Linked DNA regions of Macaca mulatta: region 1 is linked to region 2. The links are chromatin contacts, called in public Hi-C maps. All regions are on one chromosome and are shown on one strand. The core of a region is the stretch at or near the end of the contact, and the rest is flanking DNA. Distances in the headings are between cores, read along the strand shown.

What was found. A called contact is a pair of places that touch in the nucleus more often than the background predicts.
Region 1: a Hi-C map of liver shows a contact between it and region 2, with 2.5 times the contacts expected there. The contact joins the promoter of TTC9C here to the promoter of SLC3A2 in region 2. A contact is called at or near these places in 2 of 14 Hi-C or Micro-C datasets (fetal cortical plate and liver).

Annotation. Positions count from the first base shown.
Region 1 is chr14:11,328,311-11,335,008 of T2T-MMU8v2.0, forward strand. TTC9C (tetratricopeptide repeat domain 9C) reads right to left here and starts at 4,462. Exons shown (of 3, transcript NM_001194704.3): 1 at 3,547-4,462. The coding sequence starts at 3,784. All of the region lies in intron 1 of TAF6L (TATA-box binding protein associated factor 6 like), which reads right to left. It overlaps HNRNPUL2 (heterogeneous nuclear ribonucleoprotein U like 2), which reads left to right and starts at 5,412. Exons shown (of 14, transcript XM_001116183.5): 1 at 5,412-6,010. The coding sequence starts at 5,473.
Region 2 is chr14:11,198,613-11,204,589 of T2T-MMU8v2.0, forward strand. It overlaps SLC3A2 (solute carrier family 3 member 2), which reads right to left and starts at 4,445. Exons shown (of 12, transcript XM_077962507.1): 1 at 4,196-4,445. The coding sequence starts at 4,307. LOC718486 (a long non-coding RNA gene) reads left to right here and starts at 3,819. Exons shown (of 10, transcript XR_013403642.1): 1 at 3,819-4,707; 2 at 5,103-5,144; 3 at 5,351-5,434; 4 at 5,631-5,681. LOC114672513 (small nucleolar RNA SNORD26) reads left to right here and starts at 5,202; the gene lies at 5,202-5,275. It overlaps LOC114672512 (small nucleolar RNA SNORD27), which reads left to right and starts at 5,486; the gene lies at 5,486-5,557. It also overlaps LOC114672511.

The sequences.
Region 1 (6,698 bases), core at 3,212-5,711, 130 kb after region 2:
GTTGGGATTCCAGACGTGAGCCACTGTGCCCTGCGCCCAACTCAGAAGGCTTCTGTTTTTTTTGTTTTTTTTTTTTTGAGACGGAGTCTCACTGTGTTGCCAGGCTGGAGGGCACGATCTCGGCTCACTGCAACCACCGACTCCCCTGGTTCAAGCGATTCTCCTGCCTCAGCCTCCTGAGTAGCTGGGATTACAGGCACGTGCCACCATGCCCAGCTAATTTTTGTATTTTTAGTAGAGACGCGGTTTCACCGTGTTGTCCAGGATGGTCTTGATCTCCTGACCTCGTCATTCACCTACCCCAGCCTCCCAAAGTGCTGGGATTACAGGCATGAGCCACCACGCCCAGCCGACAGAAGGCTTCTCTAAGGAAGCAACTTTTGAGTCCAAATCTGGATAAGTGTCATTCAAGGGACAGGGCATTCTAGCTGGAAAGACAGCCTACAAAACGTGAAGGTGGAAATGTACTTTGGGCATTAAGTGTATAAAAGAGCCAGTTCGGCCGGGCGCGGTGGCTCAAGCCTGTAATCCCAGCACTTTGGGAGGCCGAGACGGGCGGATCACGAGGTCAGGAGATCGAGACCATCCTGGCTAACACGGTGAAACCCCGTCTCTACTAAAAAATACAAAAAACTAGCCGGGCGCGGTGGCGGGCGCTTGTAGTCCCAACTACTCGGGAGGCTGAGGCAGGAGAATGGCGTGAACCCGGGAGGCGGAGCTTGCAGTGAGCTGAGATCCGGCCACTGCACTCCAGCCTGGGCGGCAGAGCGAGACTCCGTCTCAAAAAAAAAAAAAAAAAAAAAAAAAAGGGCCAGTTCAGGAAGGGCATGGTGGCTCACACCCGTAATCCCAACACTTTGGGAGGCCAAGGCGGGTGGATCACCTGAAGTCAGGAGCTCGAGACCAGCCTGGACAACTGGCAAAACCCTGTCTCTACTAAAAATACAAAAATTGGCCGGGCGCGGTGGCTCAAGCCTGTAATCCCAGCACTTTGGGAGGCCGAGACGGGCGGATCACGGGGTCAGATCGAGACCATCCTGGCTAACACCGTGAAACCCCATCTCTACTAAAAATACAAAAAACTAGCCGGGCGAGGTGGCGGGCGCCTGTAGTCCCAGCTACTCCGGAGGCTGAGGCAGGAGAATGGCGTGAACCCGGGAGGCGGAGCTTGCAGTGAGCCGAGATCCGGCCACTGCACTCCAGCCCGGGCTACAGAGCAAGACTCTGTCTCAAAAAAAAAAAAAAAAAAAATACAAAAATTAGCCGGGTGTAGTGGCAGGCGCCTATGATCCCAGCTACTTGGGAGGCTGAGGCAGGAGAATCGCTTGAATTCAGAAAGCAGAGCTTGCAGTGAGCCGAGATCACACCACTGCACTCCAGCCTGAGCAACAGAGTGCGACACTGTCTCAAAAAAATAAATAATAATAATAATAATAATAAATAAGGCCAGGCGTGGTGGCTCACGCCTGTAATCCCAGCACTTTGGGAGGCCGAGGTGGGCGGATCACCTGAGGTTGGGAGTTCCAGACCAGTGTGACCAACATGGAGAAACCCCATCGCTACTAAAAATACAAAATTAGCAGGGCGTGGTGCCATATGCCTGTAATCCCAGTTACTCGGGAGGCTGAGGCAGGAGAATTGCTTGAACCTGGGAGGCGGAGGTTGTGGGGAGCCAAGATGGTGCCATTGCACTCCAGCCTGGTCAACAAGAGCAAAACTCAGTCTCAAAAAAAAAAAAAAAAATAAAAGAGCTAGTTGGTGCTGGGACCAAGGTGAGTTTGGATTTTCTCATAAGTGTGATGAGATGCCAATGGGGTGTTTTAGGCAGTGACATGATCTGATTTCCTCATCTGTAAAATGGGGATAATCCTTGCAGTTTTGTGAAGATGGCAGACATCTGTAAATGACTGCCCAACATGTTATAGGCACTCAATAAATAAAAATTATTGGGCCGGGTACGGTGGCTCATGCCTGTAATTCCAGCACTTTGGGAGGCCGAGGTGAGCGAATCGCCTGAGGTCAGGAGTCTGAACATGGTTCGCTAACATGGTTGGCTAACATGGTGAAACCCCATTTCTAATAAAAATACAAAAAATTAGCCGGGGCCGGGCGCGGTGGCTCAAGCCTGTAATCCCAGCACTTTGGGAGGCCGAGACGGGTGGATCACGACGTCAGGAGATCGAGACCATCCTGGCTAACACGGTGAAACCCCGTCTCTACTAAAAAATACAAAAAACTAGCCGGGCGAGGTGGCGGGCGCCTGTAGTCCCAGCTACTCGGGAGGCTGAGGCAGGAGAATGGCGTGAATCCGGGAGGCGGAGCTTGCAGTGAGCTGAGATCCGGCCACTGCACTGCAGCCTGGGTGACAGAGCGAGACTCCGTCTCAAAAAAAAAAAAAAAAAAAAAAAAAAAATTAGCCGGACGTGGTGGCACACGCCTGTATCCCAGCTACTCCAGAGGCTGAGGCAGGAGAATCGTTTGAATCCGGGAGGAGGAGGTTGCAGTGAGCTGAGATCGTGCCATTGCACCCCAGCTTGGGCAACAAGAAGGAAACCCTTCTCAAAAAAAAAAAAAGAAAAAAAAGAAAAATGAGGAAAAGTTATACGACCTACTTTAAACTTAATATTAAAATAAGGGACATTTAATACTTGTGAAACACGTTCATTGCTTCAGCTGGTGGTTTAGATATTAAATGTCCCTTAAATAAACAATGGCCTGACCTTAGGTATAATTTTGTCCTATAGCCTGCAAAATTCCCTAAAGCTATCAGCAATACCCAGAAGGCTGTTAGAAATGCAAACTGGGGCTGGGTACGGTGGCTCACGCATGTAAACCCAGCACTTTGGGAGGTGGAAGCGCGTGGATTACCTGAGGTCAGGAGTTCAAGACCAGCCTGATTAATATTATGAAACCCCATCTCTACTAAAAATACAAAAATTAGGTGTGGTGGCGCATGCCTGTAATCCCAGCTACTCGGGAAGCTGAGGCAGGAGAATCGCTTGAACCCGGGAGGCAGAGGTTTCGGTGAGCCGAAATCACGCCATTGCACTCCAGCCTGGGCAACAAGAGCGAAAATCCGTCTCAAAAAAAAAAAAAAAAAAAAAATAGCTGGGTGTGGTGGCGGGCGCCTGTAGTCCCAGCTACTCGGGAGGCTGAGGCAGGAGAATTGCTTGAACCCGGGAGGCGGAGGCTGCAGTGAGCCCAGATCGTGCCAGTGCACTCCAGCCTGGGCGACCGAGCGAGACTCCATTCCAAAAAAAAAAAGAAAGAAAGAAATGCAAACTGGTAGGCCCCACGTCAGACCCATCGAACCTCTGGGGATGGGGCCTAGGAAGTTGTGTTTTAACAAACTCTCCAGGTGAAGTCGGAGAAGCCCTGCTCTATGGCAACTTAATTAGAGCCCCACAGATTGGCAGATTATTTTAACTCATGGCAGAATAAATGGATGACAGTTTAAAAAAAGTCAGCGGTTTTTTTTCCCCAATGTTCACAGATGTTCATGTTCCTGTCTTAATGCTCTCTAGCCCCCTTTAGCCCCGTTCTTACCAGCTAGATTGTTGTAGCAGTCAGTCTGGGTGGTATGCAGTATGTTTTCTTGTTCAGGCGTGAGGGCCGGGCCCTGAGGTCCGAGATTAGGTAATGGAGAGGGCAGACTCGGATCCAGACCCCGCAGCTGAAGCAGAGCTCGATGGTACCTACTCACAGCATCTCGGTACTTCCCTTCCCGGTAGCGCTGGTTCCCTTCCTCCTTGTACAGCTGAGCCTCCTGCAGACGCTTCTCCATAACTGTCGCCCAGGGTTCTTGGGAAATTGCTAAGTGAAGGAGCAATTGAAGCTCTAGGGTTGGGAACAAAATAATTGACTGTAGTAGCCAATTCAAGAAGGCAGGAAATTACTCTTCTTCCTGGAGGGTCCCCCAACAGGGACCTGCGGTTTGCTTGTTTCTACTCACAGCCCCACCTCTCCTTTCTGCAGTCTTTTTCTCCAGAAGTGCAGGCAAGTAGTTAGGAAGGGGATGTGGGAATAATGAAGCCAAACATTAAGGGACTTCCTAAAAAGACGATGGGGGCGGGGGAGACGATGGGAGACTTTCCGAAAAACTCAAGCGACGCCCTACTCAGAAATTGTTACGGGCGTGAGAACGCCGGGCACACTGGCTTCCGCCTTTCTTTCGGACCCGCCCCCCGACCTGGAAGTAGAAGGGAGTGGGTGGGACTAGTGCTAAAAGTCCGGAGGCTTGAAGCAATTCCAACTCTTCTTTATTCAGCAATCATTTATCTGTTGACGTCAGTAATATAAACTGGGAAACCGAGATGAACCACCACCAAGGGAGACTGAGGTGTCCACATAAGCGTCACAGCTGCAAGCCCACCCAGCGCCGCGACCAGTTCCTCGCCCTCAGCAGATGCCCAAGCCTGGAACTCTCCCAGGCTTCGGTTTACCGGCGGGAGCACGTCAGAAATGCGGACAGTGCGGTATCTTAAAGGGTGGCGAGCATTGCGCCACATCGCCCAATCAGAAGAGGCTCCGGAAAAATAATCCCGCAGAAACGACCCCGCCTCCTCAACGAACCAAACGGGGCGGGGGGGGAAAAAAAAAATCCCCTGGCAGCTTCGCCAATTGGAAAAATCCGGACGATCATGGATGACCAATCGGAACGGCAAATGACGATTCAAGTTGTCCAATAAGAGAAAAAGGGCGGGGTCAAGGCCTCAGTTGCTGGGTAGAAGTTGAGGCGTTGCGAAAAAAGGAGGGCCCGTGATTACTGTATTTCTTGGTTCTGGGGAGTCCTTTTGCTTCCTAGCCAGAAACACAATTGCTAGTAGGCTTACATGTTGCAACACATTCTCTTTTGACTTTTTGTCGTTACTGCTGCAAGCACAGACAGTAGGAAAAAGAGGCTAGCGACCCCTAAGACGCCTCAGCAATTGGAAGTGAGACGGAAGTAACAGTAGTGGGAGGGGCAATGGCATCAGGGAGCTCCGCGCGGCTGCGCAGAACCCCCCAGCTGGAAGTACAGAAAGACCGGCGCGCACACGCTTCCGTGCTACGAGGCACTTGAGCCGCAGCCAGCCTTGCCCGTCTTGGACTCCACTGCGGCTGCGCGGTAAAAGCACCGGCGGCGATTGGCCCGGGGACGCCAGGGGGCGGGAGGAAGTGGGAGGAACTCCGTCGTCCTCCGCGCGCGCCTGCCCGCGGCTGGGGAACCGAAGGCCTGGAGGGGAAACAGCTCCCCGCGGCGTTGTTTTGGGCTCCGTGAGCCGAAAGGGGGAGGGGAGAGGAAGCAGAAGCAAACACTGCGCAGTGGGACCGTGCGCGGCCTCCGCTCCTGCGTGCGTGCGCTCGCTCGCGCGGGCTTAGTGCTGGCGCGTGAGGCGGAGGCGGGCGGCGGCGGCGGCGCCTGCGCGGTCGGACTCGGTCGACGGTTCGCAGGGGAGGAGGCGGCGGGAGGCGGAGGAGGCGGCGGCGGCGATGGAGGTGAAGCGGCTGAAAGTGACCGAGCTGCGGTCAGAGCTGCAGCGGCGGGGCCTGGACTCGCGCGGCCTCAAAGTGGATCTGGCGCAGCGGCTGCAGGAGGCGCTGGACGCCGAGATGCTCGAGGACGAGGCCGGCGGCGGCGGGGCCGGGCCCGGCGGGGCCTGCAAGGCGGAGCCTCGGCCTGTGGCCGCGTCGGGCGGCGGCCCGGGCGGGGAGGAGGAGGAGGACGAAGAGGAGGAGGAGGAGGACGAGGAGGCGCTGCTTGAGGACGAGGACGAGGAGCCACCCCCTACTCAGGCCTTGGCTCAGGCCGCGCAGCCGCCGCCGGAGCCCCCGGAGGCGGCAGCCATGGAGGCCGCAGCCGAGCCAGATGCTTCCGAGAAGCCGGTGGAAACCACGGTCGGGTCAGGCGGGGTAAATGGTGGCGAAGAGCAGGGCCCCGGTAAGGGGGAGGAAGACGAACCCGAGGAACGGAGCGGGGACGAGACGCCGGGATCCGAGGTGCCGGGTGACAAGGCCGCCGAGGAACAGGGTGAGGAGCTGGCAGCCGAGCCCGGCTCCAACCTGCCGGCTGCTCCCCTGATCTAGCACCCCGCCCTGCACCGCGGGGTCCGAGTCCTTGCTTTCGCTTGCCTCAAAGTGCCATCTGATGGAATGCCTTTCATTCTCTACCCACCTTTCTGAGGGGTTAGGCCGCCTCTCGTGGTCCTACTCTTTGCAGGAGGAAGGTTCCTGCCTAACTTGGTTCCTTGGTGATAGTGGATGGCAGTGAGTGATTTTTGTATGCGAACTGCTTGTGAGCTACCTGTGGAACAGTCTCCCACGGTGCTTGTTATATTTTTCTTAGTTGAGAACGTGCTAAGCAATTGGGGATTACACGGAGAACTAGGCCCACGGTTAGAGGGTCAGGCCTTTGGGCTACCTGTTAACTTTTTCACCGTAAAAATGTTAAGCGAAAATCGAAGTCCGTCAAAGTCCGCTCAGTTAAAAGCATGTTACCAGAGCTTGAGCCAGAGAATCTGAAAATCCAACTTTGCTCTTCTTTGAGCTGTAGGGGAGAGCTTCTAGTGTAACACTGTCGAGTTTAATAGTTAACCAGTGAAGAGAAAACGTTAATCATGTGCATTTAGAGTTAGTTAACGTTACTTGGCTAGGGTTTTTATCTTGCTTGGATTATGATTACATTTTAATTCTCCCACTGAGTCCGTGGATGGGCATGT
Region 2 (5,977 bases), core at 3,195-5,694:
GCCTCAGCCTGCTGAGTAGCTGGGATTACAGGCATGCGCGACCATGCCTGGCTGATTGTGTATTTTTAGTAGAGACAAGGTTCCTCCATGTTGGTCCGGCTGGTCTCAAACTCCCAACCTCAAGTGATCCACCCACCTAGGCCTCCCAGCGTGAGCCATCCTGCCCGACAGACCAGAGTTTTTATTTGTAAAGATCACTCTGGCTACAATGTGGAGAATGAACTAGAAGGGAAGAAGCCAGAGCCAGGAAGTCAGACTAAGTCTGTTACCTACAGATTGCTTTGGGAGGCCAAGGCTGGAGAATCACCTGAGCCCAGGAGTTTGAGACCAGCCTGGGCAACACAGCAAGACCTCTGTCTATACAAAAAGTAAAATAAGTTAGCTGGGCATAGTGGCCAGTGCCTGTACTCCCAGCTCAGCCCAGAGGATTGCTTGAGCCCAGGAGTTTGAGGTTACAGTGACCAAGAGTGAAACCCTCTTTTTTTTGAGACAGGGTCTCTATTTGTTGCACAATTAAAGCTCACTGCAGCCTTGAACTCCTGGGCTCAAGCAATCCTCCCTACCTCAGCCTCCCCCAGAACTGGGACTATACACATGCACCACCACACTCAGCTAATTTTTATTTTTGCAGAGACGGGTCTCCGAATGTTGTCCAGGCTGGTCTCAAACTCCTGGGCTCAAGCACGCTGCTTGCCTTGGCCCCCCAAAGTGCTGGGATTATGTGGGGGAAAGAAAAAAGAGATCAGACTGTTACTGTGTCTATGTAAAAAAGGAAGACATAAGAAATTCCATTTTGATCTGTACTAAGAAAAATTCTTCTGCCTTGAGATGCTATTAATCTGTAACCCTAGCCCCAACACTGTGCTCGCAGAAACATGTGCTGTATTGACTCAAGGTTTAATGGATTTAGGGCTGTGCAGGATGTGCTTTGTTAAAAATGTGTTTGCAGGCAGTATGCTTGGTAAAAGTCACCGCCATTCTCCAGTCTCCGGTCTCGAGTACCCAGGGACACAACGCACTGTGGAAGGCCGCAGGGACTGCTGCCCAACAAAGCCTGGGTATTGTCCAAGGTTTCTCCCCACTGAGACAGCCTGAGATATGGCCTTGTGGGAAGGGAAAGACCTGACCGTCCCCCAGACACCCGTAAAGGGTCTGTGCTGAGGAGGATTAGTGAAAGAGGAAGGCTTCTTTGCAGTTGAGATAAAAGGAAGGCATCTATCTGTCTCCTGCTCATCCCTGGGCAATGGAATGTCTCGGTATAAAACCTGATCGTACGTTACATTCTATTTACTGAGATAGGAGAAAACTGCCTTATCGATGGAGGTTAGACATGCTGGCGGCAATACTGCTTTTTTTTTTTTTTTTGAGAGGGAGTCTTGCCTTGTCACCCAGGCTGGAGTGCAGTGGTGCAATCTCAGTTCACTGCAAGCTCCGCCTCCCGGGTTCCCTCCATTCTCCTGCCTCAGCCTCCCAAGTAGCTGGGACTACAGGTGCGCGCCATCACATCCAGCTAATTTTTTTGTATTTTAGTAGAGACGGGGTTTCACCATGTTAGCCAGGATGGTCTCCATCTCCTGACCTCGTGATCCGCCCGTCTGGGCCTCCCAAAGTGCTGAGATTACAGTGCTGGGATTACAGGCGTGAGCCACCGTGCCTGGCCGACAATACTGCTCTTTACTCCACTGAGATGTTTGTGTAAAGTCAAACATAAATCTGGCCTACATGCACATCGAGGCACAGCACCTTTCCTTAAACTTATTTATGACAGAGTCCTTTGCTCACATGTTTTCCTGCTGACCCTCTCCCCACCATTACCCTATAGTCCTGCCACATCCCCCTCACCGAGATGGTAGAGATAGTGATCAATAAATGCTGAGGGAACTCAGAGACCGGTGCCGGTGTGGGTCCTCCTTATGCTGAGTGTCGGTCCCCTAGGCCCACTTTTCTTCCTCTATACTTTGTCTCTCTGTCTTATTTTCTCAGTGTCTCGTCCCACCTGATGAGAAATACCCACAGGTGTGGAGGGGCTGGCCCCCTTCAGGATTACAGGCGTGAGCCGCTCTACCTAGCCTACTTTTTTTTAAATGCCCTATTTTCTAGTAGATTCTATGTCACTACACAAGAGGTTGCAAACTCACAATGAGGGCCACCTTTGGCCCACAGGCATATTTCGGTTTTTTGTTTGTTTGTTTTTGAGACTCGCTCTTGTCCCCCAGGCTGGAGTGCAGTGGGGTGATCTTGGCTCACTGCAACTTCCACCTCCCGGGTTCAACCGCTTCTCCTGCCTCACCCTCCTAAGTAGCTGGGATTACAATCGCCCGCCACCGCACCCACACCACGCCCGGCTTATTTTTGTATTTTTAGTAGAGAAGGGGTTTCACCATGTTGGCCATGCTGGTCTCTAACTCCTGACCTCAGGTGATCCGCCCACTTCGGCCTCCCAAAGTGCTAGGATTACAGACATGAGCCACCGCGCCCGGCCAAAAAAATTTAAACTCAACATTTTAAAGTGGGTAAATACACAATTCTGGACTTCTGGATTCTTTTGAAAACTATTTGATCACACAGAGACAATACTGTCACAAGGCAACAATCAGCTGGAGCTGTGAAAGGGCTGCCCAGTTCACCAGAGTCCCAACTCAGTTCATTTCACTTACCTACATTACTTAGCTGATTTCTGTATGTGAGTTGGAGACCCCTAACCCAAATCCCCTCTTTTCCACTTCCACTGCCGTTACACTTGCTAGTATTGAATCCTCTTGCCTAAACTACTATGGCAATCTAATTAATGACCTTGTCTCCATCTTATCCCCCAATGTCTTATCACTTTCCTACTTAAAAACTCTCCCTGGTTTTTTTTTTCTATCTATGATTCAAGTGATTTAGCTTTGCTCTCAAGGTCCTGCTTATGTGGCTTTCCCCAGGAAATACATTCCAGTTTTATATTCTAATACTCCCCTTTTGCCCATCTTTCATGAATTGTAGCCACACACTTCTTTCTTTTTCTTGCACCAAGCTTGTGCTCCAGTTGTTTCTTTAACTGGAATTCCCCTCCGGAGTCTTTCAACCCTTTCAGGCCCAGACACTCTATAAAGCATTTCCCAACTGCCATTCCCACTCACAACCTCCCCAGCCTTGTCTGTCTACTCTGGGCCATCTTGATTTTCCATAGTTTATCTGTCCCACTTTTTTTTTTTTTTTTGAGACAGGGTCTCACTCAGTCATCCAGGCTGGAGTGCAGTGCAGTGGCTTGATCACAACTCACTTACAGCCTCAAATTTCTGGGCTCAAGCAATCCTCCCACCTCAGCTTCCCAAGTAGCTGAGGCTACAGGCATGCACCACCGCTCCTGGCTAATTTTTTCTATTTTTCTGTAGAGATGGGTATCGGTTTCTCACTATGTTGCTTAGGCTGGTCTTGAACTCTTGGGTTCAAGAGATCCTCCCACCTTGGCCTCCCAAAATGCTGAGCCAGGCCGGGTGTGGTGGCCTACGCCTGTAATCCCAGCACTTTGGGAGGCTGAGGCAGGAGGTCACCAGGTCAGCAGTTCGAGACCAGCCTGGCCAACGTGATGAAACCCCATCTCTCCTAAAAATACAAAAATTAGCGTGGCTTGATGATTGCGGGAGCCTGTAATCCCAGCTACTCAGGAGGCTGAGGAAGGAGAATCGCTTGAACCTGGGAGGCAGAGGTTGCAGTGAACCGACATCCCGCCACTGCACTCTGGGCGACAGAGCAGAACTCTGTCTCGGAAAAAAAAAAATGTTTATAAAGTGTGCTTGTACACGTAGATGTTTACCACGAACGACTGAACTAATGCTGTCCGGTCTCAGTAAAACAGTCTATAGCTGACTGCAACCATAGTGATCGGGCAGGAGTTGCAGCAGGCAGCACCGCGGGAGCCCTTTAAGGTTCCCCATCAATAAAGGGGGCTGTCATCCTACCTAGCTCTTGGGATTTTGATGGATTAATCGATTAATACAGTGTGCTTAAGACGGTGCTCCACAAATGTTAGCTAATGCTGGCCCGTAGTAGTCCAAGATCTAAAGAAAACGCACCAGAAGGCAGGACATAGGGGACCAGTTAGAAAAAAATCAGATCCTGTCTTCAGTGGAGCACTTACGCCCTGACTTACTTTACCGAAATGGCTCCCCCAAAGGGGACCTCCTCCCGAGTTTAGCTCGGGATCCAGTACCTGAGTCATCCCCCGCGCTGAGACCCTGGACACCAGCCTCCGAATGTGAGCCCGGCAGCTGGCGGGGAATCGAAACGACGGCGGTCGAGGCTTCAGGAGGCTGTAGCTCCATGGAGGCGGATCCTGCACACAGGTTTCGGGTGTGTGGGGGGAAGGGGGAGCTCAGAACAGGGTTAGCGGGTAAGCAGTCGTGACCGTCAGTCCAGGATCCGCGTGAGGCAGTGATCTCACCGCTCCTGCCACATGCACTGGGTGAGAAAACTAAGCCGCAATGCGGTCGGTGAGGTTCCGTAGGACGCATGCGCGCCCTTTTCGCGCCGCAAGTTCAGGTAGCGCTTTGTCCACGCCCTCCTTCCCTGGAACTCTCTACCCACAACTCCCCGGGGTCGCATGCGGTCAACGTATGCGCGTGCGCTCGCCATAGCACCGCCCCCAAATCCCGTGGGCCTCTGCGGGATGGTATTTAATCGTCTCTCCGTGCCAATTTCGGTCTCATTGTTCTACTGCCGCTGGTAAGTGATTTCGTAAGATTTGTAGCTGTCAGTGTTTTGTGCTTTGTCCGTTTCTTTTATTTTGAACGATTGTGCGGACATCGCATAGCACGCGCTATGCCTTCTGTGTTGTAGCTGTCTAGCCAGGGTGACTGGCGGGTGAGGTCTTGTGGGTGGCCTCGAGACTTAAATTAAGTAGCAGCGGGGCTTTGTGAAGGACAAGATGGCGATGGCGGGCCGTGCGGGTCCCCTCCCTATGATGAGGACCTTTTCACAGACCTGTACTGAGCTCCGTGAGGATAAGTGACTCTGAGGAGATGGGCCCTGCAAGCCTCCTACTTAGCCGTCGGCTCAGAAGATAGCGTTTTCGAAATGCCCTGTGTTGACCTAATGTCTTCTTGGACTCTTGTCTGCAGGGTTTACGCGCACGTTGGAATCGAAGAGAGCTCTATGTTACAGTAAGTTCTTATGGCCATTTCTTAACCTCTGCTCTTTCGTTGAGTGTGTAGAAGTTGCTACGGGGATGATTTTACAAACTGAACTCTCTCTTTCTGATGGATTAGTGGAGAAAACAAAAATTCTGAGTAGCACTGTACTGTACGCAATAAATGTCAGGGACTTATTGATTTGTCTGAGGTGTTAGTGAAGGCTGTTATTTTTTCAGATGTTTAGCCCACAAAAGCTCACTGGTGAAGGAATGGGACAAGACCCATCTTTCTGCAAAGCCAGCGTTACAGTAATGTTCCAGGTAGGTGTACATGCTTTTATGCTCTTACAGAGGAGACCTTGCTAGATAACCACTCCGTGATGAACACAAAATGACAAGCATATGGCTGAACTTATAAGTGATGTCATCTTACTACTGAGAAGTGACAGCGAGGTCTTCGGGGGTCTTTGAATGACTATTTTTAGGTACATAAAATGCCTTCCTCTGTTGTCTACAGCATCTCATAATCTATCCTGAGGAATTCAGCTGCCTCCCAGGGTGAATACAGGTAATTATTCAAATTGGTGTATGTCATCTCTGTAAATGTTCACAAGAGAACAAGTGGCCGGCGGAAGCAATTTTGTTTTTTGGCGCCTTCCATCTTGTTCCTCTTGAGATAATTTTCTGGGAAGCGAGATCGCAACCCGGTACTACAGTTCTTGTAAAGGTGCGCTGTTATCCTCATCCATATATCGATCACTTTACTGTCAGATGATTTGAATTGATAAGCTGATGTTCTGTGAGGTACAAAAATTAATAGCATGTTAGAGTTCTGATGGCAGTTGTTGATTTTGAATAAGTTTC